Regions from separate parts of the Oryctolagus cuniculus genome. Here region 1 is linked to region 2. Evidence: chromatin contacts called from public Micro-C data. All regions are on one chromosome and are shown on one strand. The core of a region is the stretch at or near the end of the contact, and the rest is flanking DNA. Distances in the headings are between cores, read along the strand shown. Region 1 has its middle 140 kb from the start of MAP3K1. Region 2 has its middle 46 kb from the start of ANKRD55.

The links. Hi-C and Micro-C count contacts between places; a contact is called where the count stands out from the background.
Region 1: a contact with region 2 is called in a Micro-C map of ear pinna, with 2.6 times the contacts expected there. The contact joins two enhancer-like sites. A contact is called at or near these places in 2 of 6 Hi-C or Micro-C datasets (ear pinna and an unstated tissue).

The regions. Positions count from the first base shown.
Region 1 is chr14:77,350,008-77,354,672 of mOryCun1.1, reverse strand. No RefSeq gene overlaps it. Among named protein-coding and RNA genes, the nearest start is that of MAP3K1, 140 kb to the left of the region's middle. Within about 2 kb of position 3,287, at least 1 of the 8 cell types and tissues checked has an H3K27ac peak or open chromatin away from gene starts, as enhancers often do. A contact at or near this core is called in ear pinna, where this site is marked.
Region 2 is chr14:77,005,851-77,010,433 of mOryCun1.1, reverse strand. It overlaps the pseudogene LOC100347986. Among named protein-coding and RNA genes, the nearest start is that of ANKRD55, 46 kb to the right of the region's middle. Within about 2 kb of position 2,068, at least 4 of the 8 cell types and tissues checked have an H3K27ac peak or open chromatin away from gene starts, as enhancers often do. A contact at or near this core is called in ear pinna, where this site is marked.

The sequences.
Region 1 (4,665 bases), core at 2,038-4,537, 340 kb before region 2:
TAAATCTCTTTTTTTGAAAAAAATAAAAACATGGTTATCTATCATCAGTTCTATCTATCAGACATTCAGATAGGATCTCTTTCTTTAAGAATAACTACTGGTATGGAAAGAACAATGACATAGCTAATTAATGATTGGCTCATATCTTATTTTTGATCAATTTAATATATTTTTCACAAAGCAAGTTCTAGATTCAATTTGATAGGCATGCATGGCTAGGGGTTGGGGCCCTACACTAGGGCCTTTCCTACCCCATTGCTCTGGCCCGTTCTCTCATCAATACTTTGCGCCGGTTATTTAAATTTTTCACCTAGATCTGAAGAAGCTTAGACTCAGAAATGTCCTGATCCTGGCCCAAAGTCACATGGAGCAAAGTTGGGATTTAAACCCAGCTATTCTACTCACCCCATCACGTGACACTTACAGAGCAGAAACAGATACACTGAGTGTGTGCTGACTCTGCACACACAGACCCAACCTGACTGTTTATCGAGAAAGGAAATCATCTGCCGCAGTAATTAAAATTCTGAGAAACCCAAAGAGTGGAAACTCTGGCTTTGTTTAGAATAATTGTGGAAATCCAGAACCAGCGGCTGGAAATAAATGTCAGTGTCAAAGTGAGCATGATTGTGGAAAGTGGCAAGTCCTCTTCCCTGCCAAGACCAGGCTATCTGAGTAAAGACTCCAAGGCTGCTTCTGCATCAGGTAAGGGCTCAGCTGGGAGAATGAACATTCCCTTACACGTGTCCTTCAAGGTTACTCCAGGTCATTGAGGTTTCACTCTGGGGATGGTACCTCCTGTTAATGTGGTCTCAGTGTCTCTGCTTGACTGTACTGATCCACCCCATGTTGACTTTGAGGCATTAGGGTGGACTGGGGTTGGTTTGCCAAGAATTTGATATTATTTTGTAATTTCCCCTTGAGTGGTAAGAGGATAATTTAAAAAACAATTCCTTCAAGGAACTGTCACAGAGTCATCTTATACATGGACTGATGCTTCTGTGGGGTTTGAGGGTTATGAACAAAATTACTCCTTGAATTGCCCTATTTCACCTGCCCAGGGTAGACGCTCCCTTTCTTGCAGTCCTCAAATTCCACCCGTTCTTCCACACATAACGGATGGCTTCTCACCTTGGGAAAACCTTGGTTTGCATCCAGCAAGAGGTGACATGTTCCTTCTTCAACTCCTGGTGTCCCCCCACTCAGTAGATAGCTCAATGTTCAAGAGGTTTGTGTGTCTCTTCAATGGTGTATCCAACAATTGTTTAAATCCAACATTATTCAACTTCACATAAACGTATACTTTATCTCCTTCACAAAGTTAGACCATACACTGGTTTGGAGCAAAGGAACCGATATACTATTCCTGGGAAAAGTAGAGACCTTGAGCATGGTTGGTGCTTAGTAAATGTGCGCATTTCCATGAAATGTGATTGACTTGTCAGCTAGAAAATGGACAAGAGTCATAAACTCTGCACTGAGGAAATATATTTTTTCAACCTTCTTGGTTATTGCTTCTTTCCTTTAATTTTTTTTTCTCTCTAAAAGAAGTTAGCAGTGAATTAGATCTGTGCTGGCCCCAAGGCAGACCAGCAGAGTTTATATGCTGCTTTATGTATGTCTGGCTTGAAGTTTTTCCAAGAGAAGAAATCAAATTGGGGAGAAGCAATTTGAAGAATGTGTTTGGGGTCTTCAAGGGAAGTGGTTATGAAAGTCAGTATTGCAGGGTTTTTACGACAGCGTATTATGGTGAGTAATAACAGGGCAGTGAGTCTAGGGAAAGGAGCATGTGTTCAAACTCTGCCCTTTGGTAACTGATTTCACCCTCAGAGTGATTCTAAAAATGTATGTCCCCATTACACTTGTATTGGATTAACATGCCTTGATTGGGATGTGTTCATTCCAAGGTCATTAAGGAGGTTGGTAATCAAACAGCAGTAGCACATGAGGTGGGGAGGGAGACCAACAGTGTAAATGGGCAGGGGACTGGCCTCTCAGAAGCCTTCTTTGGCCGGTGCCGTGGCTCACGAGGCTAATCCTCTGCCTGTGGCACCGACACTCCGGGTTCTAGTCCTGGTTGGGGCACCAGTTTTGTCCCAGTTGCTCCTCTTCCAGTCCAGCTCTCTGCTGTGGCCCAGGAAAGCAGTGGAGGATGGCCCAAATGCTTAGGCCCTGCACCCCATGGGAGACCAGGAGGAAGCACCTGGCTCCTGGCTTCAGATGGGCGCAGCACGCCGGCCATAGTGGCCATTTGGTGGGTGAACCAACGGAAGGAAGACCTTTCTCTCTCTCTCTCTCTCTCTCATTGTCTAACTCTGCCTGTCAAAAAGAAAAAAAAAAGCCTTCTGTGTGATATCTGCATGGAGGAAGGTGAGGCCAAAGGGCAGGCTCTGGTGTGCAGGACTTATGCTTTTTCCTCGAAGGCCGTGTCGGTGATAAAGCGATCACACATCACAGAGCACCAGCGATTTTTCTGCTCTGATCAATGAATATCCATCCCCTTTACCAGTGACTCATTGAATGGAGGAAAAGGTCACACGTCAAGAAAGAGGGAGGAGATGGAGACGAGAGGAAACGGGAGGGACAGGAACTTTCTAATTTATTACAGCCTACCTTTTCTAGTCATTTTGTTACAAAGATTTCCAAATACATAGAAAAGTTGAAGGCATTCATCATGAATATACCCACAATGTAGAGTCTACAGTGAACACGGTTGTTATAATTACTTCATTGCTTCTATCAACCCATCTCAAGAGTCGCTTTCTACAAAGACTTTCACCTGTGTGACCCGGACCTGTGCAGCCATGAAGCATAAGTTTCATTGTAGGAAGTTCTGTTTCGCCTCTTTCTGGGTAGGCCCTGCTGCCATCTCACTCCTAGAAGCTACCACCAAGCTAGGTTTTTAATCGCAGATGAGTTTTGTCTGGTTTAGGATTTTACGTGATAAAATCGTGTACTACGAGCTCTTCGGTATGTAAGGCTTCTTTCATTCACCCTAGTATTTTGAGATGCATCCAGGTTGTTGTGTGTACCTGCTATTTTTTTTTAAGCCAAAATAATCTCTCTTAGCTTTCAGAGATTCCCAGATTAGCAGCTGCTTTTCAAAGCAGCCAGGAAGATAAAGTTTAAAAACAATTTTTTTGGAGAAAGAATGTTGAAAGGGACCCTGGTGGCAGCTCCTGTAGTGAGCCCCCTAATTTCCTTGCTGAAGGAATTGAGGAGCAGTCATCGCACAGGGTCCTGCGGACCGAGCTGCACCTGGAACCCAGGTCTCCTGACCTGCTGCTTGCGAGGGCGAGGGCGCAGCTGAGTGGGGTGCTTGTTTTGAGCTGAAGCCATGTGAGACTAGGGAGTTTCGACAGAGCTTTGCTTTAGAGGATGTGAAACTACATTAAGCTCATGTGACAAGAAATCCTCGCAGGCCTTGGTGTGGAGCCAGCAGAGCGGGGGGGGGAGGGGGGGGACCAGGGGGGAGGAGAGGGTGGCGGCGGGGGCAGTTTGACATGGCTTCTGCTTGCCAGCTCCACCTCCGAACCCGCTGGCCCAGGGTGACTTATGGTGAGCTTTCTGATTTGCAATAAAACGAGACATGGGCAGGGAAGGTTTTCCACAGCAGCACTCGAGCGCACACGGGAGGGGGGCAGGGAGGCCCGGAAAGGCACCTTCAAGCCACATGGCTCCCCCACAGCAGGGGCCCTTCAGCTGCACATACACCACCCAGGGAGGGAGGGGTGCTGTGGTTACAGACAGAGCCTTTGTCTCCTGAGGGCTCCTTCCAATTCCGCCCAGGATGACAATGACCCGGTGGTTCCTGCCTGCCAGCTGTTGGCTGGCCTTTGTGAAAGTCCCTGATCTCAAGGCCAATGCTGAGCGGGCAGGTATCCATATCGTGAAGCCAACTGGCACCGCTGGTACCTTTGTTGATGAAATGAGCACAGTGACTGGGAACCAAGGCTGCTGGTCCGCTCTTGCCACCAGCTGGCAGGTGCAAACTGTGGGCAGGTGCCCTGGGGGGTGGGGGTAGACTGTTGCCATGGTAATGCATCAAAAAAGGAGGTTTCTTTTTCAAGGTCAATGTCAGTTGAATCTCTTTTCTGCCAGGAGGGATATCAGACGGAAGAAATGCCTGTGTGGCAACTCTGCCTGTGTGTCAATACATGCCCGTCTGCTTGGAATCATTACTTCTAACCGCGTCTAATATTAGTGTCACCCTCCGGCAAATCTGGGGGTCGGTGGGTCTCTAGGGGGATGTCATTGTGGATGAAGATCGGGTCACCAGAGAAGCCCCAGAAGGGCCACTGCGGCGTCAACCAAGCTGGGCTGAGTCGAGAATTCCAAAGGCGGTTTTGAAAAGGCAGACAGTCAGGTTGGACGGGTTGTTTGGGCTATTCCGGGATGCGAGATTAGTGCTGACTGTTTGAGGCATGTCACCCTAGATGTCCCTTGGCCAAACTGTCCTGGGCACAGGGTGAAGGGACCCTTGTCTGCTTGCTGGGGCCTTGCAAGTTTGCCACAATGAGTTCATTGTGAAGAAGCAAGTCGTCCTTATCACCGCTGCCCTTCTCGCTGTAAATTCTTCCTCTCTTCGTGCTTTTACTTTGAGCAACTGTGTTTTCTGGCCTTGATTGAAAGTCCAGCTTCTTGATATTAATATTTCTGCATCTC
Region 2 (4,583 bases), core at 819-3,318:
CCGCTGAAGAGCTGGCGAAGGCGAGGAAGCTGCGATGCTTTTCGGGCTCTGGGGCTCGTACCACTGATACCTCGGATCCTGGGGACGCGTGCCAACGTGGGTTCTGCAGGCTCGCGGAAGTCGCCAGCTTCTCTTGCCAGCCTCGCTTACGAGTATCAGCGCTGTGCGTCCGCCTGTGTTCCCTGCGAGAGCGCTCGGCTGTTTCACACATAAGCTTCCTCCTCGTCTTTCCAAGCATCTTTCGGGCAAACTTCTTCCTCAGGCACTCGATCTTTAGCTCTGCGACATTCCTCCACTTTCTTAAGGGTTTCTGGTACAGCAGGAACCTTCTTCTCTCCGGCACCCTCCATGGCTCCAGCGCCCTACAAATCATCTTGCCCCATTTGTTTCTGCTGCTTCAATGAGAATTTCTAGAATGCTGTGCTCACACCTGAGGCTGACACATCAGCTGTTCCAGAGGTGGAGGTGAAGAGCGCTGTGGAGCCAGCGAGGGGCAGAGGTGGACATGAGAGCGAGCCCCAGGTAGAGTGTGATTGTGAGCGAAGACCTCCACTCAGGCACTCAATTCCTAAGCCTCAGTTTGCTCATCCATGCAATGGGAGCAAAGGCATCTCTGAAGAATACTGTAAGGATTAAATGCCTCTTGCAGTCGGGACTTAATTAATGCCACTCCCCCCGCCAAGACTTTTCAAGAGGGGGGAGGAAGAGGCAGTACCATCATGTGGAAGACAGGGCTGCAAGGGAAGAAAGAAGAAAGGAAGGAAGGAGGGAGGGAAGGAAGGAAGGAAGGAAGGAAGGAAGGAAGGAAGGGAGGGAGGGAGGAAGGGAGGAAGGAAGGGAAATGCGTAGGCAGAAAGAGCAAAGGGGGTGTCCCCATGTGAGCCACTTTCCCTCCGCTCCATGTCTAGACTCAGCTGACACTGCAGGGGGAGGCCCAGGGCAGCCCTTGTCACGGGTCCTGGGCCTTGGGCCAAGCAAAAGGAGCCGCTACAAAGTGTGTTCCCATGGCTGGGCTGCTGAACGCAGAGTGCAGAGACCGCGAGGGCCAAGGAGAACTGGAATTGGGAGACTGGTGCTCAGGCTTCGCTGCCGCGTGCGTCTGGGTCCCACTGCTCTGAACAGAAGGACCTGGGTTTAACCAGAACTGGCTGTGCCCCCTCCCACAATAGCCCCTGAACTCACGGTGACAGGGGCCAATGTGGATTTCCCCTGCAGTCCCCCCTCCACAGGGGTCCACAGCCTGGGCCTCAGAACCCAGGGCTCAGGAAGGGGCACAGCCCAGAGTCTCCTTCCCCTCCGCAGCTGCCCAAGGGCAAGCTGGGGTCCTCACGCCACCTCCTCCCAGGCACCTCCCTGCCCTCTTCCCCTGCGCTCCAAAGGGCAGACCCCGACCCTCCTCACCACATTCCTGCCTCTCTCGGTTTCATTCCCATTCATTCTTCACCCTTTTTTCCCCCTCTCTCTGCCAAATTCCTCTTCCTGATGAGTCAGGGATTAAAAACGCACAGCCTCCTTGCTGAATAAATAGTATTTGTCCACAGTGACACTGACCAAGGGGCGAACCCTTGCTGTGTGGAGGGAGATGTGAGCACACGGCGTGGGCGTTGTCTGTCCCGGACTGGCTATGTGGGCACCACATGCGTGTCCGTGGCCTTGCTTTGACTGTGTCCCGACAGTCCGGGTGGACTTGCACACGAGGGAAGAGGTAAAGGAACAAGGGAGGAAGTGGCTGGGGGGAGCCCCTATGTGCTGTTTTTAAGCCTCCCATCAAGGGTTGGGAAGGGAGCATGTGGGCTCTCATCTCTTGGGAGCGGAAGTCTGTCGCTCTGTGGGCCTTGTCCAGCCCCCCAGGGAAGTGAGCAGGCCAACAGCTGAAGCGCATGGCCCTCCCACCAGGCCTAGGTGTCAGGAGAGGGCCAGCCCCACAGTGTGGCAGCAGGCATCAGCTAGGATTGTCCTCTTCTTCTTCGGCCTGGCCTCCAGCTCCTGGGAAGATCTGGAAGAGGCCTCTGGCCTGGAGAAGTGGACAAAACAGTTTCCTGCTACTCCTCCCCCTGGGGCATGGGGCCAACTCCACAGAAGTCCTGCACTTCCCTTCGCAAGCCCGGCCCCTCCCAAGGGCTCGCATCAGCCCAGCAGGCCGGAGAGTTCTTTCTGGCCTGCATGCTGTCTACATTTCTCTCCTTTTCACGCTTTTAGTCATCTCTCCAAATGCTTTCTGAAGTCAGGGTCTCACAGGTCATTCATTCCCAAACATCCCATTTGGGCTGCAATCTAGCATGTTACAGAGGAGATGAGCCAGGCCCTGAGAGGCACAGGCATCCTCAAGGTCACACAGCCAGGGAGTGGTGGAACTAGACCCAGAACCAAGGTCAGCGGGCAGTCATTAAGTGCAAGGCCCCACTCCGCACGGCTGCTATCTAGAAATGCATTTGCACAGCTCTTGCACGGGACTGGGGCCTTCCCGGCTCCTGCTCCTTGGGCTCCTTTCCATTCCCAGCCCCAGCGCCTAACCCCTGGACCTCCGGGGCCACTCGCCACAGCATTCCTGCAGACCACGAAGCCGTGCTGTTGTGAGCAGCCTTTTCCACTGAGACCCTGGAGTGCGCCTTCACGGGACTTGCTGATTTACAGCCAGGCCGTCTTCAGAGTCCCCTGGCCCACACTGAGCCAAAAGCTAGGAGAAAAGGCTTGCTCAGAGTTCCCCATCACAGGAGCCAGGTGCTCCTGCTGTTAGGAGCGCAAGCTCTTTAACCCCAGTGCCACTCGGGCCTGCCACGGCACAGCCTGGTCCTAACAGGGGCACAGGAGCCCCATGCAAGACTTGGAAGCTCCCTGGAACATACACCTATGTGGCGCCACTCCCAGCCTTGCCACGCCCCTCCAGCCGCCCTGAGCCTCAATTCCCCCCATGGATCACCGTCTGCTTTCCACCATGCTGGCCTGCCTCGTTGGTGTTGGCAATCCCACCAGCCTGCTTCCTAGTTTTACTGTCTTTTCAACTGAGAAGAGGGGCTGCATCCCGTTTGTGCACGCCTACCTTTCTGCAAAGAATTCATTCATTCAGTTATTCGTCCACCCATCACCCAATGATCCTGGCCCTGTTCTGGGAACTGGGGATGCAGCAAGAGCCAAATCCAGGGGGTCCCAGATCCCCATTCAGGACCAAGCTGCCCCTTCCATTCCCCAGCTGCCAGGAGGGCTGCTGGCCAATGACCCTGCCGGGAAATGCTGTTGGCCAAAGGAAGCTGACTTACCAAAAGAAATGCCCCTTCCTGGGGGAAGCCTGCATGCGATGACTGTTGATGCGGCACAATAAAGACCCAGCATCCTTTGTGTCAGCTCAGCACTTCACTCTAGCACTGCCCCAGCCTCAGACCCCTGGGACCACCTGAGCCCCTCCCCCCGCTCACTGCCCGGACGTTGCAGTCCGACCCCCACTCCCTGTGACTGGCCTTCCTGAGAATGTCCCCAGCAAGCCTTCCTCACACAACTCTCCAGCTCAGAGCTTCGTTCCCAGGGAACCCATCCAGTGACACCTGCCATCCTGAAGTTTATGCACTCGAGGGAGGAGACAGAAAATAAACACAATAAATGGTAACACAGCTCGTGGAAAGCCGCACTGCAATGGGAAATAAATAGAGCAAGGTCAGAAGATGAGGACTGCTGAATGGGAGATAATTAATTCTTACTTTTGACAGAATGATCAGAACAGGCCTCTCTGAGAATGTGACGTGTGAGCGAACTTGACATTCGCAAGCAAAGACATCGGCATCCAAAATTGTTTCTGGATTGGTCAGGGTTCTTCAGGGGTTGGCTCACGTGATAGTGGGGGCGGCGGGTCTGAAGTCCTCAGTGCAGGCCAGCTGGCTGGAACGGACGGGAGTTCATGCTACAGGCTCAGGGCCGTGTCCTTTCTTCCCCGGGAAACCCCGGTCTTTGCTGCGAAGGCCTGCAGTCCATTCAATGAGGCCCCCGTACGTTAGGGAGGGTGGGCTGCTTTACTTAAAATCCACTCGTTGCAGATTTTTTGTCACTTCCACAACACACTGTCTCAACAACATCTAGGTTCCTGTTGGATTAAGACACTGGAAGCAGAAGCCTACCTGGCTAACACGGAGAGAACTGCTCTGTCCCATTGGTACACATCCTGTCCCATTGGTACACGTCCTATCCCACACCAAGAGGTGCCTTCTCTACATTTTGCTTTCCCTGCTTTTCTATCAACATCATCCCCATCACCACAACGCACCTGTCCCTAAGACGTTAATTTGTATCTCTTGTGCCTTGCTGTGTCCATAGGACCTAGGAGATTCCTGGCTCTCATTGGGCTCCCTGTAGCACTTGTTAAATAAATAGTGAATGGGTTTTAAACTCTTTCATAAGGAGAAAGTCTTTTCTTTTTGAAAACCTATAAAACAGATAGTTTTCCAAACTCTGGGATACAGAATAGAGAAGTTCAATACAAATGACAAAGCCCACTGCGGAGGGGGCTTCAGGCTGAGGGAAGCGCATAGGTTGTCTGTAGGCTCTACCATGGCTCACAGAATATGTTGATAATTCCTTAGATTACTAAGGAGATT